Regions from separate parts of the Mus musculus genome. Here all the other regions are linked to region 6. Evidence: chromatin contacts called from public Micro-C, promoter capture Hi-C and targeted proximity ligation data. All regions are on one chromosome and are shown on one strand. The core of a region is the stretch at or near the end of the contact, and the rest is flanking DNA. Distances in the headings are between cores, read along the strand shown. Region 1 holds the start of Carnmt1 (carnosine N-methyltransferase 1). Region 2 holds the start of Ostf1 (osteoclast stimulating factor 1). Region 3 holds the start of D030056L22Rik (RIKEN cDNA D030056L22 gene). Region 4 holds the start of Trpm6 (transient receptor potential cation channel, subfamily M, member 6). Region 5 has its middle 63 kb from the start of Ostf1. Region 6 holds the start of Pcsk5 (proprotein convertase subtilisin/kexin type 5). Region 7 holds the start of Foxb2 (forkhead box B2).

The links. Promoter capture Hi-C pulls out the DNA fragments that hold promoters and counts their contacts. A called contact is a pair of places that touch in the nucleus more often than the background predicts.
Region 1: a contact with region 6 is called in a targeted proximity ligation map of cardiomyocytes, with 13 times the contacts expected there. A contact is called at or near these places in 4 of 39 promoter capture datasets (cranial neural crest, frontonasal cranial neural crest, hippocampal neurons and 1 more) and 6 of 130 datasets of targeted methods (astrocytes, cardiomyocytes, embryonic forebrain and 3 more).
Region 2: a promoter capture Hi-C map of hippocampal neurons shows a contact between it and region 6, with 5 times the contacts expected there. A contact is called at or near these places in 8 of 39 promoter capture datasets (cranial neural crest, embryonic stem cells, frontonasal cranial neural crest and 5 more), 3 of 484 Hi-C or Micro-C datasets (embryonic stem cells and uterus), 7 of 130 datasets of targeted methods (VIP interneurons, astrocytes, cardiomyocytes and 4 more) and 1 of 9 other capture datasets (embryonic stem cells).
Region 3: a contact with region 6 is called in a targeted proximity ligation map of astrocytes, with 4 times the contacts expected there. A contact is called at or near these places in 7 of 39 promoter capture datasets (the HPC-7 cell line, cranial neural crest, embryonic stem cells and 3 more), 2 of 484 Hi-C or Micro-C datasets (LSK cells and cardiomyocytes) and 4 of 130 datasets of targeted methods (astrocytes, embryonic stem cells, forebrain and 1 more).
Region 4: a targeted proximity ligation map of embryonic stem cells shows a contact between it and region 6, with 6 times the contacts expected there. A contact is called at or near these places in 1 of 39 promoter capture datasets (embryonic stem cells) and 2 of 130 datasets of targeted methods (embryonic stem cells and fetal liver).
Region 5: a contact with region 6 is called in a promoter capture Hi-C map of liver. A contact is called at or near these places in 7 of 39 promoter capture datasets (cranial neural crest, embryonic stem cells, frontonasal cranial neural crest and 3 more), 11 of 130 datasets of targeted methods (VIP interneurons, cardiomyocytes, embryonic forebrain and 8 more) and 1 of 9 other capture datasets (embryonic stem cells).
Region 7: a contact with region 6 is called in a Micro-C map of embryonic stem cells, with 19 times the contacts expected there. A contact is called at or near these places in 3 of 39 promoter capture datasets (embryonic stem cells and stem cell-derived epiblast-like cells), 15 of 484 Hi-C or Micro-C datasets (all in embryonic stem cells), 6 of 130 datasets of targeted methods (astrocytes and embryonic stem cells) and 1 of 9 other capture datasets (embryonic stem cells).

Annotation. Positions count from the first base shown.
Region 1 is chr19:18,669,351-18,672,050 of GRCm38.p6, forward strand. It overlaps Carnmt1 (carnosine N-methyltransferase 1), which reads left to right and starts at 1,409. Exons shown (of 8, transcript NM_026120.5): 1 at 1,409-1,852. The coding sequence starts at 1,650.
Region 2 is chr19:18,630,475-18,633,174 of GRCm38.p6, forward strand. It overlaps Ostf1 (osteoclast stimulating factor 1), which reads right to left and starts at 1,339. Exons shown (of 10, transcript NM_017375.3): 1 at 1,146-1,339. The coding sequence starts at 1,179. It overlaps Nmrk1 (nicotinamide riboside kinase 1), which reads left to right and starts at 1,542. Exons shown (of 9, transcript NM_145497.2): 1 at 1,542-1,607.
Region 3 is chr19:18,711,967-18,714,666 of GRCm38.p6, forward strand. It overlaps D030056L22Rik (RIKEN cDNA D030056L22 gene), which reads left to right and starts at 1,269. Exons shown (of 2, transcript NM_001374130.1): 1 at 1,269-1,693. The coding sequence starts at 1,358.
Region 4 is chr19:18,748,414-18,751,113 of GRCm38.p6, forward strand. It overlaps Trpm6 (transient receptor potential cation channel, subfamily M, member 6), which reads left to right and starts at 1,317. Exons shown (of 39, transcript NM_153417.2): 1 at 1,317-1,629. The coding sequence starts at 1,618. It overlaps Gm41814 (a long non-coding RNA gene), which reads right to left and starts at 1,362. Exons shown (of 3, transcript XR_877745.3): 1 at 1,016-1,362; 2 at 1-68.
Region 5 is chr19:18,567,922-18,570,621 of GRCm38.p6, forward strand. No RefSeq gene overlaps it. Among named protein-coding and RNA genes, the nearest start is that of Ostf1, 63 kb to the right of the region's middle.
Region 6 is chr19:17,836,322-17,839,021 of GRCm38.p6, forward strand. Pcsk5 (proprotein convertase subtilisin/kexin type 5) reads right to left here and starts at 1,311. Exons shown (of 38, transcript NM_001190483.2): 1 at 634-1,311. The coding sequence starts at 831.
Region 7 is chr19:16,872,533-16,875,232 of GRCm38.p6, forward strand. It overlaps Foxb2 (forkhead box B2), which reads right to left and starts at 1,298. Exons shown (of 1, transcript NM_008023.2): 1 at 1-1,298. The coding sequence starts at 1,108.

The sequences.
Region 1 (2,700 bases), core at 159-2,658, 830 kb after region 6:
CTGATGGGATCTCTTGAGTTTTAGGCCAGCCAGGAGTACATAGTGAGATTCTACACCTTCCCCCCCCCCCCCCCCCCCCCCGCCACACACACAGAGGGCGGGGGAGGGGGGGGAGAGAGAGAGAGACTGAAACACCATCCTCTAATTCCTCTGTTGGCACAGAGTGCTACCAGTCTCAGGTTTATGAGAGCATCTGTATGTATCCACTTTGACAAGACTGGAGTCCAGATGGGCAATCCCTGCTGAGGGCTCTACTTCCTGGGACATGGTATCCAGTTTTATGACAAGATACCAAGTGACAGGGCCATTGTTGAGAAGACCCTATTCACCTTATTTGGGGAGACAGGCACTGGCAAGAGGCAAGGGCTCAGAGCAGTGTTTGTAGAATTGGAACTCAGTCACGGATGAAGATCACACTAACGCCTACTGTCAGTTCTTCTGTTGTGAGGTGTCCACCAGAGAGGACTGTTCAGACATGGGTTTAAGCCAATGGAAAGCTCGATTAGCCGGCCATTGACGACACCGGATGTTCGGGATCCCAGTGTAGCAGTGAGCCTCTTGCAGGATGACCTTTATACACAAAAATTATGTTTTGGGTTGACACACTAAAGTTAGCAAGAACAGGTAGCCAGAAGCAGACGTCCAAGAGCTAAAAAGCAAGTACATTTACAGACTTCCCCGGAGCTATGGACTTTGATGGATTCAGCCTTTGTTTTACTTTGGCAGTGGTGCTGTCTGTGTGCTGAGTTTTACAGCCTTAACGGCACTTCATCATAGATTCAGGTGAGCTAAGGTCTCAGGGCCTTCTAAGATCTGGGGCTCTGCTACATTTCTATCTCGAGTAGCTCATCACAGGCGAGGAAGATGCTATGCTGCCAGTAACTATTCCCATAGCCATGACATCCTGAGCAAGGAGGTCACTGATGTCATTGTGGAGTGAATTTACAAGACGAGCGACCAGCTCACAAACCTTCAGGGCTTGCTTCTCAGTTTTCTGAAGGTTTGATTGGAAACACTGACTCTGGTTCATCTCCCAGCTAATGGAATGTCTTCTGATTCTGCAACTTGGACTTTTCCCTGAAGCACTCTTAATTGTGCCTTCATGGGTGCTTAAAGGGAATCCACTTAGAAAACGAGTTTCAAGGGCTAACTTAAGACCTTGCCTTTTTGAGTTTCTAAAGTTAAAACATTCAAAATCAATTCCTGAAAACCCACTTTTTCTTTCTCTTGCCCTTCCTTTCCAGCCTCAGAGCCCGTCCCACTCCAGCGGGCCAGATTCGTGGCCCCGCCCACTGGCTCTCATTGGTGCCTGCTGCTCTAGCACCGCCCCCAGCAAAGGAGCTCCTCCTCCAGCTGGCCCTAGACCCCGCCCTCTAAGCGTATTCGGACGTCAGCGCGTCGTAGCGGAAGCCCGGCAGCGAATGAACGCGGGCGGCCGCGGCCTTAGCCTGGTCGTCGGCGCGTGCGCGGGTCCCGAAACCCTGGCGGAGCGCAGCGCGAATGGAGGCCTGAGGGCGGCGGGGGCGGGGCGTGCCGCGAGCGGGGGCCTCGGCCGCGGCCGGCGCCGTCTAGAGGAGGCCCGGCCGTTCGCCACCACGCACTCGGGAGCCGGGAAGCGCAGGCGGGTCACGCCGTGGGCCGCGGCGGCGATGCAGCGACGACAGCGCGCTCCGCCCGCGTCTCAACCGGCCCAGGACGGCGGGCGAAGCGAGGACGTGGAGGTGCAGTTCTCCGCCGGGCGTTTGGGCTCGGCCGCGCCTGCGGGGCCCCCGGCGCGCGGCACCGCCGAGGACGAGGAGCGGCTGGAGCGCGAGCACTTCTGGAAGGTCATCAACGCGTTCCGCTACTACGGGTAAGGCGCGCCCGCCCGCCCGCACGCCGCAGTCTCGGGGCCCGCCTCGTGGCTGGTTCGCGGAGCCCGCGGTCACCTGCGCGCGGGCGGTCCCGTGGGGCTGCCTCCCACCTCACCCGGAGCCGCCGGAGCGAGTGTGCACTTTTTGTAGAGAACTGAACGGTGCTGCCGAGTGGCTCTGACCGGATGGTGGAGGGAGGAAGAGATCCCGGAGTTGCAAAATGTGCATCTTGGTAAGGAAAAAAGAGAGCGGGCACCGGAGCCGGCTTTATGTTCTTGTGGTCTGCGAGTAAGTACGGAATTCCTCTCGTGGGCTAGGCATGGTTGTGGGACTCTTCTGTAGGCTCTCCATTCGTATCGCAGCTTCCTAACTTCTACATATGGTCTGGATAGGTGTTCAGATAGCCCAATGAGAATGCCCAAGTACAGATCTGTTCGCGTCTTCGTGCACCCGGGGTTTTGGGCAAGGAGAGTTAGTACATTTATATCCGTAAGCGACACAGTCCACTGTGTTCTGAACCTGTGGTTAGAACCAGAGAGATGAGCGTGACCTCGTGTGCGGATCAAACCAACCTAGGTGGTACTCTGTTGCTATTTGTATTACAGTTGTTTATATATGTAACTCTTTGCCCAGGTCTGACTCCCATCGAGGGCAAGGACGAACCTTACTTTTATGGCACTGTGTTTGGCAATGCTGTTGAAGCTCTATTTTAAAAATAAAACATAGTGGCAAAAGAGGACACTCCCCCAACAGCCCTAATCAGTCTTGCGCGGTGGTTCTATTACTTTGTTACTGTTTTGAATTGAACAGTTATTTAGGATCTGATGGTTACAGAGTGTCAGGTATG
Region 2 (2,700 bases), core at 89-2,588, 790 kb after region 6:
CACGAACCGATTCTCGGCACATTCTTCAAAATCAAGAGCTTTGTTCAGCCATCAAAGAACTCAGCTTAGTTGGACCCTCGAGGTACTTACTGACTTACAGCAGAGTTTACAAAACTGCCACCTCATACATCCGCATCTAAATTGCAAATTGCAAACTTCTCAGATTTCACGTCGAGGGCAGCCTCAACCAGCACCCGCCCAGCCTCTGCTCAGGCCAAAGCCAGTCTGAGCCACTTCCTTCATATTCCGGCCCTACAGAATTTACGTCGACAGCGAATGCCTGTTTCACAAATATGTGTGCATTATTTTCAAAGTCAGGGGCTTGATGCTGCCACAAAAGAAGGAAACTGGATAATTATTGAAGTTGAAGTGACTGTCACTTTAGTAAAACAAACAAACAAGCAAAGCAAAACCAATAAAACAACCTCAAGGGCAAAAAAAAAAAAAAAAAAAAATCACTGAAGCAGCAGCATAAGCAGCTATAAAAGTTGATGTAAATGGCTTTCAGCCTTTGTAATACCAAAGCTGCAGGAGATTAGGAAAAGGGGTCTGGGAATTCATCAAACATTCATCTCCCATTTTTTTACGATCCCTGTCAATTCCCTATCCAAATGAAAATTCCCACGAGTTTATTTAGTCTCGTTTCTCCATATCACAGAAAACACTCTAAGAACAACGTTTTTAAAAGTGAACCAGGAAGGGCGGTCAAGAAAACTGCTTTGAGGAACTTCGTACTCTCTCCAGTTTAGTTCGCGAGAGTCACCCTAAGCAAAAACACTAGGATGCATGACAGAGCGACACTGCCTAAAGCTAGGAGCCGAGAGGGTTGCAGCCCGGCTGTCCCGCTGGCAGCGCCCGAGCAGCTCTCCAAAGCTCCCGGGAGACCTCGGGTCCCTGGCCCGCTCCAGCCCGGGCGCAAACCCCACCCAGCCGCAGCGCACTTCCCGTTCGCCTGCCGGTCAAGAACTCCAACTTGACAGCGACAGGGCGAAATATGAGGAAGTGGCCGCGACCGAGGTGCTGCCACCACACCGCTAGAACGTCCTGGCGAGCCGTGTGGACAGAGTCCGAGGACGCTCCTCGGGAACTCGAGCACCGGGTCCCGCAGCCTGGAGACCCGCACGCGCAGCGCACACCACTCTTACCTGGTTTGACCGGTTTGGGAGGTGGCTTGGACATGGCGCTACACGGAGCGACCAGGCTCAGCCGCGGGAGCCCCACACGCACACGAGAACTGGGCGCCAAGCCTGCGCTGGCCGCGGCCGCTCCGGATCCGCGCGCAACCCGATGCGGGACACTCGGACCAGCGAGCTCCGCAGACAGCCCGGCCTTCCCACCAGGAAGTGGCCGCGCCTCGCCGGCTGCTGATTGGCTGCGGCGGGGAGCCCGGCCGAACCTCAGAGGTCCAGCCTGCTCCGGCACGCCGGAGCCCCGCCTTTCTCTTGGGGGAGGAGCTTTACAGTAGCCACGCCCTCAGGCCCTGCGTAGGGGAGGCTATGAAAGCGCAGTGGACTTCGCTGCCTAGGTGAGCACCGGGCAGTGGTAGGCATGAAACGCTCTTGAAGCTTGCTCTGCGACCCTGCTGGGAAGGATTCGAACCCGCTTCGGTGAGTACCCACTGCCTGCTGCGTACACACGGCGAGGCCTGGGAATCTTCAAGAGTCTCCTTCGCTGTATGTACCAGGAACCTGATCGTGTCTAGGGAAACCGCGGTGGGACTTAGATGCTCCTAAAAAGCAACTAGACACTGCTAGCTGTAGGAGACCCCACATTTGCTAGCTGGAGAATCGGGTCTTGATCCCCCACGGGACAGGACAGCTTTTTCTACAGCATCTGGTTAACAAACTCCAACCCACTTGCTGCCTGGCTTTTATAAAGACTTCTAACAGTGCTTTTGGCGTTTTTTAAATAGCTGAGACAAAAGCATAGTATTTTGTGGCACACGAAAGTTAGGGGAAACTTAGATTTCCGTGACCATAAAATTTTATTAGAACACAGCATGCTCGTTTGCTTATGCATTGGCTTTCTTATTACAATTTCAGAGTTGAATAGTTACCCGCGAAGTCAAAACTATACTACTGGCTGGTACTTTATACAAGTTGCCCAACACGAGAGTTTATGTTCACACATAAGTAAACTCACAATGTCACAGTCAATATTATATGCCTATTGTATATTAGGGGTAATAAAAATGAAAATACTGGTTATGTAAGAAACTACAGGGTCAGCACAATGGTCCAGCTGCCCCTGCTGCCAAACCTGATGAGCAGAGTTCAGCCTCTAGCACCCACACTTTGGAAAGAGAACTCCCAGGAGACCTATGACCTGAGCATGTGTTCTGTGGTGAACCATGGCATGCACCTGCCCACACACATGCACCGCAACCTAGATACAAATGTAAGAAAGCAACTTTTTAAAAAAGAACCTCCACAAAATGGACCTTCAACATGTCTATTGAAGGTTAATTTACGGGGAAAAAAGTGACTGAAACTTCAAGGGGCAAAGGTTAGCAGGAGCTTGGTCATGGCTATGCCCCCAGGCCTTGCTTACCAGGAACTCTACCTGTGGGGGATTTCTGCTTACCAAAAGGGTTCAAAGTTGAAATTAGTCCTATTCATGGGAGCGTATCCAGATAACTGTAGCCTGAACCTCACGGAAGTCCTGAAACCTGGGCCTTGAAGTCATCTGAAGAGCATGTGT
Region 3 (2,700 bases), core at 19-2,518, 880 kb after region 6:
AGCCAGGCAGGGACACTTGCGTGTTACGGTCATTTTAGCTATGCATATGCTTTATACTACCTTGTGTACATAATGCTAAGTATCACAAGGAATGAGGGGCGGGGTGGGGGGAGGGCAGCAAGATTCTGGAGAACAGAAGGAACACACCTGCCCATGTTGTATTCTATTGTGTTGGAACATGGTCTCCGCACAACAAATCATCTGTGTCACTAGTGTGAAAATGGCAATGGCGAATTTATCATTTGTTCCAGGTGGAAGAATTACCAAGTGCAAACAGGAAATGGAGCGATCAAACAGAACTTTCTGTACACTACCGATAACGCTGTTTGTGCTTGTTGGTTATTTGCTGTCCTCCCACCAATGCAAACCGTGATGGGTTTGTTTGAGCCAGTATTTTAGTCTTTCGGTAAAAGCAAAAAGTAACTCAAGGATAGAGATCTTGCCTCCCATGCCCAAGGCCGTAGGTTCAATCCCCAGTGCTGGAAGGAAGTTTCTCTGTGTAGATGGCTTACAACTACATCTAGAGATATTTAAGCATGCACATGGCGCATATTCATAAATACACCCATACACAGTACCTATCAGCTAAAACAGCTCTACCATGCCCTAGAAAGAATGTTTCTCCGGAGCGTTGATGGGCTTGGTTTCTTTTTGTTTGTTTTGTTTTTTCCTTAGTTTTGTTTGGTTACTGCGTTTTCTCCTTATCCTTGCAGCACTGGGGATAGAATCTAAGGCCTTGGGCATGGTAGGCAAGCACCCTATCCTTTAGTTACTTTTTGCTTTTTACCAAAAAAAAAAAAAAAAAAAAAAGTACGGACTTATTTCTGCCACGGTTTACATTTTTCTGCCAAGACACCACCCACTGGAGAGGTCCTGGAACCTGCAGGCCGCTGCGGGCTAAGCAGACACTTCCGCCGCCCCAGGATCGCAGCACAGAGGAAAGGGCCCCAGCGCACTTGCCGCTGGGACCTCTGAGGCCGCGGAGTCTTTCGGCCGCTCCTGCCCGAGTCCTCGCTTGGGGACCGAGAGGCGCACACACAGGGGAATGCGAACAACCGTGCAAGTCAAAAGAAGGCCGCCAGGGGGTAGCGGCCTCCTTCCATCCACATCCCCATGCCCCGCCCCCTCAGAGGGCGCACTTCCGGCCGCAAGGGCGCTCGGGAACGCGAACCGCGAGCCTCCACCAACCAGCGGCTGTGCTGGATGGGCGCAGGTGCGCGCGCATCACGGCGCAGGTTCGAAACTCCGGCGCTGCGCGGTGGCTCCCCCACAACGTCTCGTCCGCCCTCGGGACAGCCGAGCTCTGCGCTGCCCTTCGCCCTCCGCCCGCCGCCCGCGCGACCCTCGTCCCTGGCCCATGGCCAAGCGGCGTGCGGCTGAGCCGCTCACGTTCCGCGTGCCTTGGAAGCGGCTCCTGCTCAGCGACTTCCCCGAGGAGCCGCCGCTCTGGGTCCCGCCGTCTGGGACGGCTCGGCCCCTCAAGCGCCAGGGGGACGCGGGGATCATGGCGGAGCCTGCGTCTGCGCCCCGCAAGCGACGCGGCGGCGGGGACGACAGACAGGAGCTGCAGGGCTGTAGCCGGGAGCCCGGAGAGCCACCTCCTGGCGAGCAGGAGGAACCCCGGGCCGCGGGCGGCGGCGACAGAGTAGAAAGCGCGGGCAGCCCGCAGGTAGCCGACGGGGTGCACAGCCAGGTAGGTCCGCTACTCACTAGCCCGGAGCTCGGTGCCAGGCCGCGGAAGTCGGGCCATCGAGTGGGCCAGACGGGCTGGACCCTAGAGGGTCAGCTCAGTGACCAACGGGAGAGAGGCGTTTAATTTGATGGGGAATGCTGTAGAACTTCTAGCATGCTTTCCAGTAGCATTCATCAGAGGACCTGTTAACTCCTAATGTTCAGTGCTGTGAGAATGGATTGTTGGACTCACTGTCCTCTCCGCTGCTTTGTTTTGGTAGCCGCTAGCCATGTGATCAGACAGAATACACTAGAAATATAACTTGACCAAACTTATGTGTTTTAAGTGTAAGAAGAGTAGGAGCGCCAAATATGTTTTAAGATAAAGGGTCGGGTTCTGAACTGTGTTACACACGAAGCAACTTGCCGCATATTGGGTGTACTGTTTGTTAATTTTATTTTTAGACACGTGACTAGAAAACTTAAAGTGAGTGTTTTGCTTTTTCAGACAGGGTTTATCTATGTGTAGCCCTGGCTGTCCTGGAACTCACTCTGTAGACCAGGCTGGCCTTGAACTCAGAAATCCGCCTGCCACTGCCTCCCAAGTGCTGGGATTAAAGGCGTGGGCCACCACTGCCCGGCCTTCGAGTGAGTTATAACCCATACTATATATGTATCGCACAGCATTGGCCCGACTTAGGGACTCAAGAGCCTTCTTTAAAGCAGTTCTTGCATAAGTTGGTGGAGCATGAGGTGAAGAAGCAAGGGTGATTCTTAGAGCTCGCCAAACTCAGCCACCTTGGCATGCGTCTGCTCAGTGTCCTTTTCTAGTTATTTTATAACAAAGTTGATAAGATAACGGAAATTTTCTCTTCGTGTAGCCCTGGCTGTCCTGGACCAGGCTGGCCTCGAACCCAGAGATCCACATTTCCTCTTGCCTTTCGAGTGCTGAGATTAAAGGCGTTCAGGGAGATTATCTTTCAATACTACACTCACTGTTTTTAGGTGAAAGTTACTGGTTTCTTAAGC
Region 4 (2,700 bases), core at 67-2,566, 910 kb after region 6:
CATGTGCCATTCCAAATCCTTAGTCTTTCGGGTGAGTCTGTTGATGGTTGAATTCCCAGGCCTTAGGGCTGTGAAGAGTGTTAACAGAGATGATCTCTGAAGGAACAAGTCAGAAGACTCTGCTTTGCCTTATAAGAGCATCTGTGCCTGTCTATAGATCATTAACAATTTGAGGAGGTAAACGAGAGGAAAGGACTTTTCATTTCTTAATAGACAAAGCATCAAGATACCAACATACTGATTTACTAACAAGGCAAAAAAAAAAAAAAAAAAGTCACTGAAACCACACAGAGAAATAAATGAGGAAACAAATTTTATTAACTGTGTCGGCAAGTGTGAGCTCACCAGGCAAAAATTTGGACTGGACTAAATAGTAGGTGTCACTAATTTAAAGTCATAAATGCCTAGTATTGTTCATTATAGTATGTGTAATCCCCTGAGTATCATGTCTCCCATATGTCTCCTCTTCCAATACATAGAGATACATTGGAAATCACTGACCATAGTCTTGGTCAAGATTGCCTACCTAGTCAGAGAAAGCTCTTCCCCAAAATAACGGAGAGCGTTTGTATGATACTTCTTTTTTTTTTTTTAAAGACTTATTTATTTATTATATGTAAGTACACTGTAGCTGTCTTCAGACACTCCAGAAGAGGGAGTCAGATCTCATTATGGATGGTTGTGAGCCACCATGTGGTTGCTGGGATTTGAACTCCGGACCTTCAGAGGAGGAGCAGTCGGGTGCTCTTACCCACTGAGCCATCTCACCAGCCCCGTATGACACTTCATAAATAAAGCAAGGTCACTGTGTTTGTTCAGTGTAGTCTCTGTGAGAAAGGTGGGTTTTCTTTATTATTCTCTCTGTATAGGTAAGTAAACTGAGGCCCGGAAGAGTCTCTCGTCATGCTCAGCAACTCATGGGCATTTCAGAAACACAGAGAACGTAAACCGACCGTCTCCTCACCTAAAGCTCTGACCCAAGAATCTAAAATTTGTCTGATGACAGTGACCATACCTGATCAGCAGCCAAACTTCTTTGGAGTCATGTCTTTCCTACAGAGGCGTTAACAGAGCCCAACAGGCATTGTGAAAACTCCTCAGGGCTGTAAAAGACAGCGTCCATGTGCAGGTGGAGCCCAGATTGATTCCACAGTCAAAAGCTCAGACATTGTTTTGGTTGCTGGCCTGGAAAAATCTAGGATGAAAGCCGGACCTGCAGCTGAGTGCTCTCCTATGAACAGGGGTCAGGCCCAGGGCCCCAGGTGGCAGTGGGTGGAGCCAGGCGCACGCGTATCTAACTGCGATCTCGAATAGGTAGGATTTGCGAAATGCTAGCTTTCAAGTCCTCTAGTCTCCACCCGAACATGATTATCGTAGCTGAGGTTTTGGCAACCGCGTGGACCCTTCCGAAGGGCAGGACCCGCAGTCTTTCTTCCGGGAGTTGGGACCGGCCTGGAGCTGGGTCAGGGCCGAGCGGAAACCGAACCCAGGGTCGAGGCGGCAGGGCGCGCGTGTGAGTCCCGGACTCCGGAGTCCGAGTCCAGGAGGAATCGAGTCCTGGGAGGTGTCCCGGACGAGGAGGAATTCGCTGTCGCTTCGGCTCCTGTGGTGGTGAGAATGCAGGTCAAGGTAAAAAGTTGGGCCTGAAGATGTTCGCATTGGCCCCTGTCCCTGTTACTGCGGGGCTCCTGCATGGGATCAAGGTTCCTAGATCCTGGAGAGTGACAGCGCCTAGCCCAGCGCTTGAGGTGCTGTGCCTGGCTGGGTGTCCTATAGGACAACCGGGGAACAAGCTGCCTGTCACCTTTACGGGTTCTTCTTTACTTCCACACTTTGTGTGAGAAATAGTATTATTTATTGTTCCCGAAGTGTGCAGGCAGAGTTCAGGCTTGCCACACACATTGGCTCATTTCAACCCGGGCGGGCTGATAGGACACATTTTTTTGGTCTCTTCTCAGGCAGTTTGAACTGACGTCTCTGCTCCATCACCACCTGTAACCCTGAAAGTTTTGTTATTTGCTTCAGCTTTCACATTTGGAGCAACTGGAAAGTACTATTTGAAGATTAAGTGGGATGTGATAATGTTTAATGTGTTTGACAAAGTTGCAAGAGCGTTCCTTTTCCTCCTGTACTGGGGATTGGTCCTAGGACCTCCAGTATCCAAGCTCTCTACCATGGAGCTACATTCGCAGCCTGTTCAGCGTCTTTCAGTAGCTGGGACAACAGGTCTGCATCATCAGGCCTGACTTAACTGTTTCATCCTGCCAATAATTCTGTAGTGTCTTAAATGGCATCACTCTTCCCCCAACCTCCTTCCTTTGGGGGAGAAAATGAAACTGAGGGAGAAAAGTAGAATTGAGATGTGACGTCATGTCAAGGCATAGAGAGAGCAGGGATCATCTAGTCATACACGTGCTGGTGATGGTTTGTTCTACATAACAGCGTCACTCTTAACTGCTCAGGGAAAATGTAGTCTTCAGTTTCTTTGTCCCGGTAAGCACTATCATGTGAATTACCGCGGGATGCCATGAGAGCCGAGGACAGCTTCAGGAACTGGTTCTCTCTATCCCCTGTGACACCTGGAGATAATTCTTCGTTATCAGGCTAGCAGGACAATTGAGTTTATATACTTGATGAGCTGCCGTTTAGGCTCCCATATGACTTTGATGCATTAATTTATTCTTTGCTTTGGATTGTTCC
Region 5 (2,700 bases), core at 55-2,554, 730 kb after region 6:
AGGGGAAAAGAGAGAAGGTAGAAAGAGAGAGAGAGACCGGGCATGGCCACATGGAGAGAGGGGAGAAGGGAAAGAGAAAGAGAGCTAGAGAATAAGAAAGGTGAAAGCTTAAAGAGAGAGAGAGGTGGGGCCAAGCAGTCTCTCTTATAGTAGGCTGGGCTATCTTCCTGTTGTTAGGTAACTGTGGGGAGGAGTCTAGCCAGAATGCCACAAGCTTGGGACATTGTCTACGTGACAGATAACCACGCGCCTCTCCTGTGGGGGCTGTGGGGACAGTAACTTTGACAGGAGCCAGGGGTCCAGGAGACTTGATTGAATGCCTTCTGTCCCATGTAGGTGGAAATTACCACCCACCAATCCCACCGGGGGTTCAAGACCTATGCTCAACTGGAGACCAGGCTCTCTGTGCATAGCCCATTGCCCCACAGGTGGTCATGCAGAAGAATAACTGGAGTACACATTCACAGAGAAGAGACATGTGCTAGCATACTGGGACCGCAGCCACTGCCAGTCTGAAGAGCAAACAATGTGGCCTCATTTTCACAGCCTCTGAGCTATGAAAAATCATGCCCCAGAAAACTAGGCAAACCTTCAGTGTAATGTCTCATTGTTATGCCTTGCTTTTTCCCACCATTAAATTCCACCCACCAAATAGAAGGCAGCTGTGACCAAAAAACGGGGCTGGTGTATTGGCTTCCTGGAGCATGGGACTCACACTCATGAGAACGATGACATGTCTCAACTAAGGTCACTAGGGGAGGGTGCTAAGGGGCATGGAGGTTTGCCAAAGTGTGGATTTCGGGCAAAAGGAAAGGGGCAAGGTCTATGTAGAGACATCAGAATTGTATGAGAAGGAGGAAAGCCGGACAGTCGAGAATCGTATCTCTAAGTGGTAAGAGTCCTTTGCAATTACTAGAAAGCATTTGAGCATTTGTCTTGAACTAAAGGTAAATAAGCTGGTGCTAAAAGCTTATGCTGCAAATGCAGATCCTTTGGGCTTAGGCAGTCTTGACAGCCAGGATGGCTTCTGGGGGCAGTTGTGCAACTTGTGGCTTCTGTTTCATTTCTTACCTCTTAAAACGTCTCTGTGCGTTACTCAAGTGATCTGAGTGGCTATCAGAGACCAGTAACCATTCCATTAATACAGGGAAAGGGGGGACAGCTTACACGCTGGGTATCTCCAAAATGTCTCAGTGGTTTATAAAACTCTGTGATCTGAAGATTAAAAACAGGCAATCTGACTTCTGAAAGACTCATGACCTTTGGCAAGTTTGTATTTTTGTGTAAACTGAAACTCAAATAGTACAATTGATTTGCAGCTTAGCTCAAAAGTTTGATGTGAGCTACAATCAAAGCTTGACTCAGTTCCCATCACCCTGGCTAGCTAGTCATTTGGGCAAATTAACACCTTTGGGTCAAGTTCATTACCATCAAAATGACATAATAGCACATCACTCCTAGGGTTATTGTGAGAATTAAGTAGCATGGGAAATGTAGTTATGTGACACACATAACAGATATCAAATAACCATAAGAGTTGGTGGCTTAAATATGGCAATTTTATTTCACTCACGGTTTTGCAGATCAAGATTACAGTAAAAGATTGCCTGAGTATTCACACCACTTCAAGTATCAGCTAAGGTGATTTCTCAAGGGTTGAAGGATCTGAATCCAAGATGGCTCCCTTCTGGACTTAGGACATGCTTGTCCTAGCTGTCAGAGGGAGATGACCAACAGCTTTCAGCTACAGGCTGGTGTCCTCCCCAGGGGGCTACTCTGGTTCCCTGCCTACTAGGTTCCAAGAGACCTGAGCAGAAGCTGGCTGACTTCATATAACATAGCCCTAGTTCCCAGAGGCCCACATCATTGCTGTCTACCAGTGAAGCATGTCCCGAAAGTCATCAGAGACTCAAGAGAGTAAGAATTAATCTCTACTTTTCCCAAGTGAAATGGTAATTTGGGCCTGTCTAAAATCCAGCCCCACTTCTGAAGTGTTTACTACACTAGCCACCATTCTCTGAACTATTGCGACCACTGGCTCTTACCAGAAAGAAGACAGAAGAACACCAGGCAGTTTTGTGTCTTAAATTGGCATCAGAGAATCAAAGAAAATAAGAGGTAGAGATTGGAAAGGACCATAGTTTAACTGTTCTCTAGACACAACAGAACAACTGTACTCATGAACTCAGGTCAGCTCTAGTTGCTTGCCCAAGATCAACTAAGTCACTATTCTAGCATAGCAGAAAGAGTTCACAGGTCTCTACTCCTCACCTGACAATCTACCCACAGTCCTTGGCTTCTGGAGAAAAGTTGGTTTTCTTTCAGGGTGTGGCCCCTACTAGGTCACCCATATTAAAATGGATTGTCCCACACCCAGGAGTTTATATGTGCAGCACAAATTGGATTATAGTTGTTTTGACAAGAGGACACAAAGTTGGGGAGAGGTGGAAGAAGGTGGTTATGGGAGGAATTGGGAGGAAGAGCAAAACTAAAATTAATAAATAAAAAAAATGGTAGCCTGAAAGAAACAGTGTTGTTGCTGTGATATATCATACCCTGTGATTTTCGGGGCTTTAGAAATGGTTTGTAGAAGAATGTGGGACAATTTTGAGTTGCGGGCTAGAGACTCACTAGTGATATTAAGAAGAGCTTAATGGGTGGCTTTAGTGGGCAATTGAAAGATTAGAATACTAACAGGAA
Region 6 (2,700 bases), core at 61-2,560:
TTTCAGCCGCTTTCAATGTCTCCCAGGTTCCTCCCCACCCAGCTCCGGGGGCCCACATTTGGATCCTGGCCAAGAGAGGCAGCAGCCAGGACCCCCCTAAATCCGTGCTTCCCTCCCAGTGTCCCGCCCCCTTCCTCTCTCCCCACCACCTCCCTTCCAGACGCCGCACTCAAAGCCCTCCAGAGCACAGCAATTCTGTGGCCCAGGAGGTTAATCCAGGCTTTTCTCTCCCAGTTAGAACCAGGGGCGTTCTCACTCCTTGGCCTCCAAAAGTCTCAACCTTCCCTGCCACAGCCACTCGCAGGGCTATTTCCTCAAGCTAAATAGCGCTTCTGGACTTCCCAGGTCCAAAGGTCCAGGCGAGTCTCAACCTGTCCAAGGGCACTCCATATTTTCCACAGACCCTACCTGTCCCTCATTGCTTGTAAAAACAAATTAAACAGAGATCCCAGCAACTTCGGGGCATGTGTGTGACTGTGCAACGAGCGCGTTGGAGAGAGCATCGCCCTAGAGTTCGGGCCACAGCTGCAGAAGCACATCTGGAAAAGGGGGAGGGGTCGAAGCGGAGGGGACAAGAAGCCCCCAAACGACTAGCTTCTGGGTGCAGAGCCTGTGTCACCGGGGGTTGGTTACCTGTCCTACGTTGATGAATCCGTACTTGCTGGCTATGCGATCTGCCTCCGCGAAGCCGCCGGCGATCTTCACTGCCCAGTGGTTGGTGTAGACGCGCGTCCGGCATACCGGGAGCAGACAGCCGGCGAGCAGTGCCAGCACGCACAGCAGGTCCCGCCGTCCCGGGCGGCTGCAGCGGTTCCCCCAGTCCCAGTCCATGGTCCCGACGCTTCGCCGCCTTCGCCCGCCCGCTGGCTCGCGCGCTAAGCAGCGCGCACAACTAACTTCTCCGGCCTGGGCCGGCGGGGCGCGCAGCCGGGAGCGGTCGGTAGGAGGCTGAGAGCCCGGGAGCAGAGCAGAACAGCTAGCCCCTCTCAGGCTCTTAGACCATGCCTGGGGCAGAGGGGACGGGGTGACGGGCTCTGGGCCGGCGGGGCGTTGAGCGATCGCTCCCCGGCTTGCACGGGAGGCGGCGGAGTGGGACTGGAGCCTCCGCCGCGGGCTCTCCCGGCTTTGCTCTTGGACTCTTCGTTTGCCTCTTGCTCCTCTCCGGCCCTGGAGCTCCGTGGAAACGACCGGCCGGAGCGCAAGCAGCGGCCGGGCGCCCCCTCTGCTGAACCCGGCTCCAAGCGCTCGCTCGCTCGCTCGCCCTCTCGCTGCGCTCCCTCCGGCTCCGAGCAGCGCGCCGGGACTGTGAGTGGCGACGGCAGCGGCGCCCGCTCCGCATAAATGACTCCCCCGCCCCCCGGAGCACCCCTCCTTTCCCACATCTCCCTCCTCCTCTACTCCTCCGCCCTCACGAGCGGGGCCTCAGCCAGGAGCCACCCAGGTCCTAGCGCCTCCCTGTTCTCCCTGCTGTAAACTCCAGGGTCGGGCCAGTGAAGTCCTCTCCCCAAAGGGCTGAGAGGAGAGTGCCTCCGGAGTCTTGATTTCTATCCTTTTTATTCCGCCGGGCTGCATTTGAATTAATTTCCCGTTACTCTGGAAAGTCTAAGATTTACAGGATAATGAGAGGGAAGTATGGGCAAAGATTCATTCATCCCGGCGCTAAACGCCCAGGACTGAGCATTTTAAGGTCACTCCTGTCTCAATTTCAAAACAAATATCGAGATTTTCACTTCACTAATTCTTTATGCTTTTCAGTAACTGTTTATTTTGCGCATTCTGCTCCCCGGAGAAGCTGTCACACAGGACAGTTAAGTATCATTCACTCTTACAAAAGCCAAAGCCAAAAGTCTGTCGCCTGTTGACTTGGGAGATCAGCCATTCTGATACTCAGCAGCAACATCACAGGAGGGTGAAATCCCTGCTTAGAGCATGGAAAGATATTTCTATGAATATCTACAGTACTAGAGAACGGATAAGTGTGGGTTCCAAGGGAGCGGCCATTCGGTCATTCGTTTCTGTGTCCTTATCTCCAAGGGCTTCATTTACCTCAGCAAGGAGAGTTTTCCAACTTTCCAAGTATGTCACCAGAGCAGAGGGGGAGAGTAATATAAAAAGGACCACAGAGGAAGTCAGATGAAATGCCACCAAGTCTGCGTTAAAGTACCATGACTTCAGACACAACAGGGAATGGTGTCTGGCCTTCTTCAGACTTCTCTAACCACCTTGTCTTTTGCAGGTGAGGGGCCAAAGAGTAGTTTCTTGTAAAAAGAAAAATTGGTCTTTATGAAATGGTTTGCCTAACCTTAAAAGAAGCAGCTGTCCGAAGCCCTCACATCCTATCCCTCTCCTCTTCCAATCCCTTGTCATTCTTCCTAAAGACTAGTTGACTGTGTCTGAGATTAACCCATCTCAGGATGATTTAACTGTCTGAAGGATATCTGCAAGCTTAAATCTACTAGCACCTTGGAGCATAAATTTTATAGATTTTGCATATTGTATAAATAGATTATATTTTTTTTCTTTCAAACAAATTCAAATAACAATGCCCATACATTACAGATCAAGAGGTAGATGAGAAAAGCAGATACATGCTGCAGAAAGGCATGCATTCTATTGATTTATTTATTTGGCTAGTTTAACACATCTGTTTCAAGGGCCTGGTCTATGATTCCTATCAGATTGTGCTGGACATAGTCGGGG
Region 7 (2,700 bases), core at 48-2,547, 960 kb before region 6:
GTAGCGCAGGCGTGGGCTTGATGGGCACCGGTACAGCTGGCAGGCTCTGGTTTGCCGAGTGGCACAGAGCCTTGACTGGCACCCCGAATGCCCCATACTCCGGGCCTACCGGGACCCCAGCTGCGGCGGCAGCAGCGGCAGCCGCGGCTACCGAATCCATCACGCCAACATGAGGCCACACGGAGCCGACAACATTGCTGAGCTGGCCCGGCACGGGGTAGCCCAAGTGGTGCATGACCGACGCCAAAGGCAACCCTCCAGCCTGCAGCACGCCCTTGTAGTCCCGCCCGATGATGTTCTCTATGGCGAACGGATGTTTGAAGCCTGTGGTGGACGCGGCGGCTGCAGCGGCGGCGGCGGCGGCCGAGCCCAGCCCGTAGGGTGGGAACTGAGACAGACGCCCCACGCTGCCCACCGCTGCGGCCGCCGCCGCTGCTGCGGCCGCCGCCACGGCCGCCGCCTCCTGCATCTTGCCGGGATGGGACGTCTGCGGAGGCTGCGACTGCGGCTGTGGCTGCTGCGCGGGCTGCGACGGGAGGTGTGGAGGCTGCGGAGCCGGAGCCGGCTGCTGGTGGAAATAGGGCACCATGTGCGGCGGCGGCGGCGGGGGCGGCTGCGGCGGGTGGTGATGGTGGTGATGGTGTGCGGCGTGGTGGTGATGGTGGTGGTGGTGGTGTGCGTGGTGGGGATGGTGGGGATGCAGGTGACCTCCTGGCCCCGTGCCGGGCGCGCCCTTGCTGCTTCCTGAGTGTAGGTGAGCGTGGTCTGCGCGTAGCACCTTGAAGCGCTTGCGGCGCCGCAGGAAGCTGCCGTTCTCGAACATGTCACCGCAGTCAGGGTGTAGCGCCCAGAAGCTGCCCTTACCGGGTTGGTCCGGCCTCCGAGGGATCTTGATGAAACAGTCGTTGAAGGAGAGGTTGTGGCGCAGGCTGTTCTGCCAGCGCTGCGTGTGCTCGCGGTAGTAGGGGAAGCGCTCCATGATGAACTTGTAGATGTCGCTCAGAGGCAGCATCTTCTCAGCCGAATGCTGGATGGCCATGGCGGTCAGTGAGATGTAAGAGTAGGGCGGCTTTTGGTCGCTGTAGGAACTCTTCCCTGGCCGTGGCATCTTCCCAGGCTCTTCCACTTCCGTCCGGCCCACAGTGGGCCTTAACGCCTCTCGGAAAGCCGGATACCAGGCTTAAGTGTCCCCACTAATTCTCTCTCCACCTGCGCAGCCTGATCCCCAGCTTTCTTGGTCCCCAGACCCCTTTTGCCTTGGTCCTCCTCCTTCGGGGAGCTGCCCCGGGTCCCCGCAATTGGCTTTTTGAGCCAATACAGTTTTATGGCGCTCACAACTTCTGGTCTTGACTGTCGTGGGCAGGCCCTCACAGTAGCCAGAGAGACTCGCCAGCTTTACCTTGCTTTTCTCCGTCTCGTCCTCCTCTTGGATGACTAGACTTGAGCTCTGGAGCGAAAGGCTGTGGAATGAGTTTCTTTTTGGTCTCTTTTCCCTTTATCGGTACAAAGGCAGCTCAGATCAAACCAACTGGATAATGAAGACTGGCTTTTTAAGCTCGAGTCCACACTAGCTGTCCCGAGGCCACTGGTGACCGATCTTTCGACCCTGGAAGCTGACCTGGTACTGGGTCTGTCCGCGCTGGAGTTCAAATCTTACAAAAAGGGGTAGACAGGGTAAGAAGAGAGAGAGGGAGCGCGCACTTTCCTATCCGCTACTGTACGTACGTACCCTCTTTTTTCAGGAGATCTGCAGGCAAGCTGAAAATGGAAGAGGCACCGAGCTCTAGGTGGTGGTTCCAAGAAAAAAGTTTGGTGCTGTCTACAGCAGCGGCGCCCACCGTCAGGCTCTATGGAGGGGACGGTGTCAGAACTCCCGGAGCTAGCCGCAGGCTGCAGGGGGCGTCTGCGTAGACAGGCTAGGACCCGGCTCGCCCGGTCCGAACAGCCGTCTGAGCTGCAGCTGCAGCCGCTCTGCCCCGCGGGTTTTGAGAAGACGCGCTGCTGTGGCAGCGACGCGCTCTCCTGGCTGCGTTTTGTAATGGTCCCCGAGACGCCGAGACCCCTGCAGCTTGCGCTTCGAGACTATCACATGACCGAGGCTGAGGGACTCCGCCGCCGCCGCCTCCACAGCCTCTTCTTTTGCTGAAGAAGGGGCAAGAAGGCACAATTTCTCGTCTCCGCCCCTTCTCCATTTCCACTGGTCACCCCGACCCTTCGCTTTCACTTCCCGCTTGCCAGCCCAGGCTTCAGCCGTCTGACCACTGAGAAGGGGTCACTGTCTAGTTGTGGGGGTCTGCTGTTCCACAGCAAGGGGGCACGGCACTGCTTTCTCACCCGTCAGGTCTTGCATAGCTCTCTCCCTTTATCATTCAGTCTTTTCACCCACTCTCCCTTAGTTTCCCGGTGGCCTAGCCATTTAGGTCTCCAGTTTGGAGCACCTTTGTCTCCAGCTCCTTTTCTCTTGGAGAAACAGAGACGCCCAGAGGGTTGTAAGTGGAAACCAATAGAAAGAAGAGCTGGGGCCTACAGATCGGCCCATTTTTTGGCAGGTTCAGCGAGGCACGAATTGCTCTTTGCACCCCAGAACCTTGATTTAGGGGGCAGAAAGATAATAGGCAGGGAATTAGGAGGCAAGAAGCTTGGCGGGTGGAGAAACTCCAACACGTCTTCCTGAAAGGGGCGGACAGACGGCGTGAGGTC